Linked DNA regions of Gossypium hirsutum: region 1 is linked to region 2. Evidence: chromatin contacts called from public Hi-C data. All regions are on one chromosome and are shown on one strand. Each heading gives the region's core, a stretch centred on a gene start, on an enhancer-like site or on the middle of the called end of the contact. The rest is flanking DNA. Distances are from core to core; before and after follow the strand shown.

What was found. A called contact is a pair of places that touch in the nucleus more often than the background predicts.
Region 1: a contact with region 2 is called in a Hi-C map of leaf, with 2.5 times the contacts expected there. The contact joins the promoter of LOC107947922 here to the promoter of LOC107947875 in region 2. A contact is called at or near these places in 6 of 34 Hi-C or Micro-C datasets (hypocotyl and leaf).

The regions. Positions count from the first base shown.
Region 1 is chrA08:93,149,834-93,152,807 of Gossypium_hirsutum_v2.1, forward strand. It overlaps LOC107947922 (protein TRANSPORT INHIBITOR RESPONSE 1), which reads left to right and starts at 1,633. Exons shown (of 3, transcript XM_016882423.2): 1 at 1,633-2,373. The coding sequence starts at 1,907.
Region 2 is chrA08:92,854,421-92,857,374 of Gossypium_hirsutum_v2.1, forward strand. LOC107947875 (NPL4-like protein 1) reads right to left here and starts at 1,330. Exons shown (of 2, transcript XM_016882384.2): 1 at 43-1,330. The coding sequence starts at 1,026.

The DNA of each region.
Region 1 (2,974 bases), core at 383-2,882, 300 kb after region 2:
AGTTTTTCATATTCTCAAAAATTCAATTTTAAAGAAATTAAATATGGAATAAAATAATAGGAATTCAATAAACACAGACTCTCTTCAATCACACTGTTCCTAATTTGGTAACCCTAAAATCAGGTAACATTCCAACTTTTGCAAGCAACTTAAACACATGTTTGTCACTTGGAAACGTGAGATAAGGAGCCTTCAACTTAACCAATGATTAATATATGAAAAGCAATAAGGAGTTTTTTTTTTTTTTGGTTTTGTTTTGTTTTAAAATATGGGGTGTTGGAATACGTTTAATTTAATGTAAAAAAAGAAAAAACAACGTTTATAACATTTATTTACACAAAATTATATATATATATATGCTGTGTTTATTATTTGGTTAATGTATGCAAATGAAAACACAACTCTTTATCTCTTCAGCAAATATTGGCGAAAAAAGAATGAATCATTATTGTTTGTAATAAGGAGTTTGTTTAGTTTAATTGAAGACTAAATATAGAAGTGAATAATAATGGGCATGATTATCCCATATCCCATGAAGTCAAAATAGAAACAAAAATATTATCCATCTCCTCATTATGGCCTCTGGTAGACAATACAATGCACTTTAATATTTCTTATGTGTTTTAATAATTAACATCATTACTTTTTAATTAAATCATCCCTAAATTGAGACTCCAATTTTTAAGTTTTGATATTTCAGTTCTAATCATTTTTTATTTTGAATTAATCAAAATTGAGAAATCTCAATCACAGTGTTTACGACTTTTTGTCATTATTATTATAATAATATTTTATCCCTTTTATTGTGGTCCCCGCATATCGAGATCCCTCCGATCCAGCCGTGCTACGCGCAACATGGGATTCATTGCACCACCACTCTCCCCTACACATCACCACATTTTATCAGCCCTCCGCGTATCAATATCTCGTCGTTCCATCTCCTTCCCGATATATTCCTCAAAAATCTCGTTGAACATCTGCCCCTACACGCTCTTCCATACACCCGTTTTCTGCGGCTCCGCTTTGTTGCCGACGGATAAGATCTCCCCTTCACACCGTCCATCATATGGCCCGCATCTCTCCCCCACCACGTGTCTCTATCTTAAACGTCCATTAGTTATCCCCACAAAAAATTGATACCCTCATCTTTCCTTTCGCTATAATTCTGATTTAGTCCCCGGTAAGACTAAAATTTGACATTTAATCATTTTATTTTATTTTTAATTTGATATGATTTGTTATAAATTTTTTACAATATCACCCTAATTGGCTATCTTTTCCTATCACTTGGCTTCTTACTGGGACTTTTATAATGTTATTAGTGTATTTAAATTCGATAAAATTGTTTGTTGATATTGTTAAAGTGCTAACGTGAACTTTTTTTTTGTATTATATGATCATACAGTTTATATCACATAAAAATTCAATCAATAATGTTTAAATCCTTTAAGAGATAAAGTAACAATTGAGGTTTTGAATTTGGATTTACTAATAAAGTACAAAGTTATGTAAAAAAATACATAGAAAGATAAATTTCAAAATTTCAACATACTAAAGGGACTAAACCTAGAATTAGACCTAATTTGACATGACATATTTAACCATTGTTAAAATCTAACCACCCTTCTCAACACATCAATAAAAATTCTTATCCTCTCTCACCTTGTATCTGTCATATCACTTCACTTTCTCTCTCTTTATAGCTCCTTAACCTCTGCTCTCACTGTAAGCTTCATTAATGGCGTTTCAGATCTGAAAATGAACTCTAAAGCTTAAGAAAACCCCAATCTTCGGCAAACCAAAAGGCAAAAAAGAGTATCTTCTTTTGTATATTTTTAATCCAAAAAGGCTTAATTTCTCTTCGCGTGTGTGTGTGTGTTTTGTTTCTCTTTCTCGATTTTTCAAAATGCAGAAGAAAACGGCGTATTCGTTCCCCGACGAGATTTTGGAGCACGTGTTCTCGTTCATACATTCGGGCAAGGACCGGAACGCAGCGTCGGTGGTGTGCAAATCGTGGTACGAGATCGAACGGTGGTGTCGGAGGAAGATATTCGTGGGGAACTGTTACGCCGTCAGCCCTACGATGGTGATCAGACGGTTCCCGGATATCAGATCCATTGAGCTAAAAGGGAAGCCACACTTCGCGGACTTCAATCTGGTACCGGACGGTTGGGGCGGGTACGTACTTCCATGGATATCGGAAATGGCTGGAGCCTATCCATGGCTCGAAGAGATCCGGCTTAAGCGAATGGTTGTCACGGACGAGAGCCTGGAGCTTGTTGCTAAGTCGTTTACGAATTTGCAAGTGTTGGTGCTCTTTTCTTGTGAAGGGTTTTCAACTGATGGGCTCGCTGCCATTGCTGCTAGCTGCAAGTGAGTTTGATAAACTCTTTTTTACTTCGTTTGTTTGGCTTTTACTTTGCTTTTCAGTTAGACAAAGAATTGAACCTTGGGTCTTTGTTAGATTCAATTTTTGTTTTTGGTTTTAGCTACATTTCTGTTTTCTTTGTGATTTTTGAGAAGGGTAGAGTTTTGTTCACTTCAAATGCCCCTTTCCCCCTAGGATTCCTTGTTCTTGTTTTCTATACCTAGATTCTTTTTCGGGGGTTGTTTTCCAGATTTTAAACGGTTATTTCTGGGAAACGTGGGCTTTGCTTTTGCTGTATAAACGATGAATAATATATTTTGTAAATTGAGGATGTAGGGACTGATTTTCCAAGTTGGTACTGCAGATTCTTATGGTATTTCTTTTTTCAAAATTTTTCCTTTTTTTATCCTTCTTTGTATGTTATTTTAATTCCATCTTGGGATTTGTTTGTTTTTTGTTCCTAGATTAGAACTTTATTTTCTTGTATGGTTTGAGCAATTAGATGCTTAAAGAATATGCAAATTTCTTCTCTTGTAAGTTCAATTGTAAAAAAGAAACTTTCTTCTTGATTTTGTATTTGGTTTGGTCGATTTTTTTAATTCCTTG
Region 2 (2,954 bases), core at 80-2,579:
CATGAATTGGTTAATATCAGTTAATGAATAAAGAATTATCACCTGATGGTCGATAATCTTAACCACCACCAAGAAGAAATCATTATCAACCTCCTTAACATCCTTCCCACCTACGACGACTTCTTTCTTCATCTTGGAAAGCTTTGGATCATCGTCTTCCCCGAACTCGGTCACGAACCATCCTTCCTTAAATAACTTAACACACATATCACTCATTTGGAAAGCTTCAAAATGTACATCGGCATCCCCATCTTCAGTGGCTTCCAGCTTCACCACAACAGTCACCCACTCCTTCAGCCTACTCTCAGCGTGAAGCTCAGCCGCCTGTAGAACCTCCTTGTTGGAAAAGTTATAGTCCTTTTTGTCCTGCATTATCGTCTGGGTAAAAATAAACCCTACCCTCTTCCTACCTAAACCAGCAGCAATGGCATCAACCAATTTCTCTTCTTCGGGATCCCTCAAGAGAATCAAATCATCTTCCATCCCTTGCTGAGGCGGCTCGTAAATGAAATCGACTTCCACCCTACCTTCTTCGGAGACGGTGCCGTACATAAAGCCGCCGCGTTTCACGGCGAACACCAGCGTTTCGTTGACGTACCGCTGGAAAGCATTGGCGGAATCGCGGTCGAAGGAAACCGAATCGCAGTGAGGCGATTCCTGGCGGGTGATCCGTGTCTGCTTAGCGATGAGGTCGTCCATCGTCATCTTACGCCCGAAGGATCCGGCGGGACAGACGGGGGGTCCGCCGCGGACGGTGCGTTCACCCTGGTAGTAGAGGAAAACGACGGAGCCGTGGGAGAGGTTCAAGGAGGAGAGGGGACGGGAGGGGTCGGACATGTCGGTGAAACGGAGAAGATCGGCGGGGGTTTTAGCCAAGAGAAGATTGCGATCGGTGGAAAGGGTTTGGTTATGAATGGGGATTTGGAATTGGGATTCGATTAAGGCTTTCAATTGGGAGATTGAAACATGAGGACCGCCGACCTGGACACGTTCCAGGCCGTCTCGGCTGCGGATTCTGAGCAACATCTTGGGGTGGAGACGGCGGCGTTTATGAATGCTGGAAATCTTGATTAGAATTGAAAGTTTTAGGAAGATTTAGTTACTTTTTATAATGGAGAAGAAAAGAGTCAGTGTTGGAGAGAACAAGTTCTTGGAGTGGCAGAGTTGAGTTGGAACTTGGAGGAAAAGCTAACAAGTACTTGGATCGCTTGCCGTGGGAGACCACGACTAGGACACGAAAGAGATATATTTACTCCAGGATTAACTTTCTTTTTAGTCCTCCTTTCAACCTCTACAAATTATTTACTGTTGCAACACTAAAACGTCAACGTTCTCAACTCAACAATGAACTCCTAATAATTTGAGCTCGAAAAAGTTTAAGCCCATTATACATTTAAACTCAAAAAAATTTGAACGCTCAAACCTAAAATAAATTTGAACCAAAACTTGAAAAAGCTAGAATTTATAATTGTAAGACGATAATAAATATTAATAATTAATATAATTATATAAAAATTATTTATTTTATAAAAATATAATCCTAAGCATTACATATTTATATTAAAATTTTATTAATAAAAAAATAATTAATAATATATAATATATAATAATTAAAAGATTTTGTATTACTATTATGCTATGTGATATAGTATTACTTAATGTAATAATATATATTAAAACTATTAATACATATATTTAACTATTAATTGGTCATTGTATCAAAAAGCAACTATTAATTGGTCTAAAATCAAAATCAAAGTTATTAATTGATTTGCTTGAATTGATTCAATCTGATCGGTTAAATCAATTTTAAAAGCTAACTATAATAGATGATATACTATTTACATAATATATATATATAACTATTACTAAAACTATTATGTTATGTTTGGTTGAAGTATTATTGCATCCACATATTTTAGTTATTGGTTAGCTAAAAATTTAATCACAATTGATAATTTTTAGCCACTCATATGACTTGTTTGTGCCAAACAAAAAAGAAAACTTTTCACTTATTTTAAAGAGGTTTTATTTTCTACAATGAGTTTTTACTCATCTTTCTAATTGCATGTTTAAATTCGTAATAATTATTCTTTCTTTTATGTCTAACTACTTTAGAACATATGTGTTAAATAAGCTTTTTTTCGTGTTATTACACTAGTAACCAAAAGTAGCATTAATATATATAATTCTCCAGACAATTAATATTTTAGCAATTTGGCCATTAAATTTATCAATATAGTTGCATTTATCATGAATATAAAGTTTCAAATAAATTTTAAATATTTATAATATAGATAGAAAAATACTATCTTTATTAATACATATATTCAACAATTGGTATAATGATTACATTTTATTAATTATCAATAATACAATTACAATGGATTATAGTATGATAATATAGCGTAAGTATCAATAATTATGTGTAATTTAGTATATAACACATGTCTAAAATTAATAATACACAAAATATTATCAAAATTTGAATATCTTAAAAAATTATTTTTATTACAAGAGTGATTCCAAAGCCTAAAAACAAAAATCAGAGGATCAATCAACAACTTAAACAAAACAATTCACATAAGAACAACAATCAACCCAACATGTCAAAAGCTTCAATGCAAACCCCCATAGAAAACTAACACTTACTAACGAATCAAAAACAATTACTTGAACTTAGACTACTAGAGGAACATTTCTCCCAAGACCTTTGCCTAACAAACCCCCCCAATCACACAACTAATGGAAATTTAGACAAACAAAAATAATTTCTAACTTTGAAGAACAACAACGAAATTTCACTAAAACAAAATAGAATAATGACAGAAATTATGTAACAACCTTTCAAACGATGCAACGAACAATGCAGAATTCCCAATTAAACCTGGTAACAATTTACGGGAGCAAGCAAAAAGAAAAGAAAATAAAGGTGAAAGAAGAAAAGAAAAGAA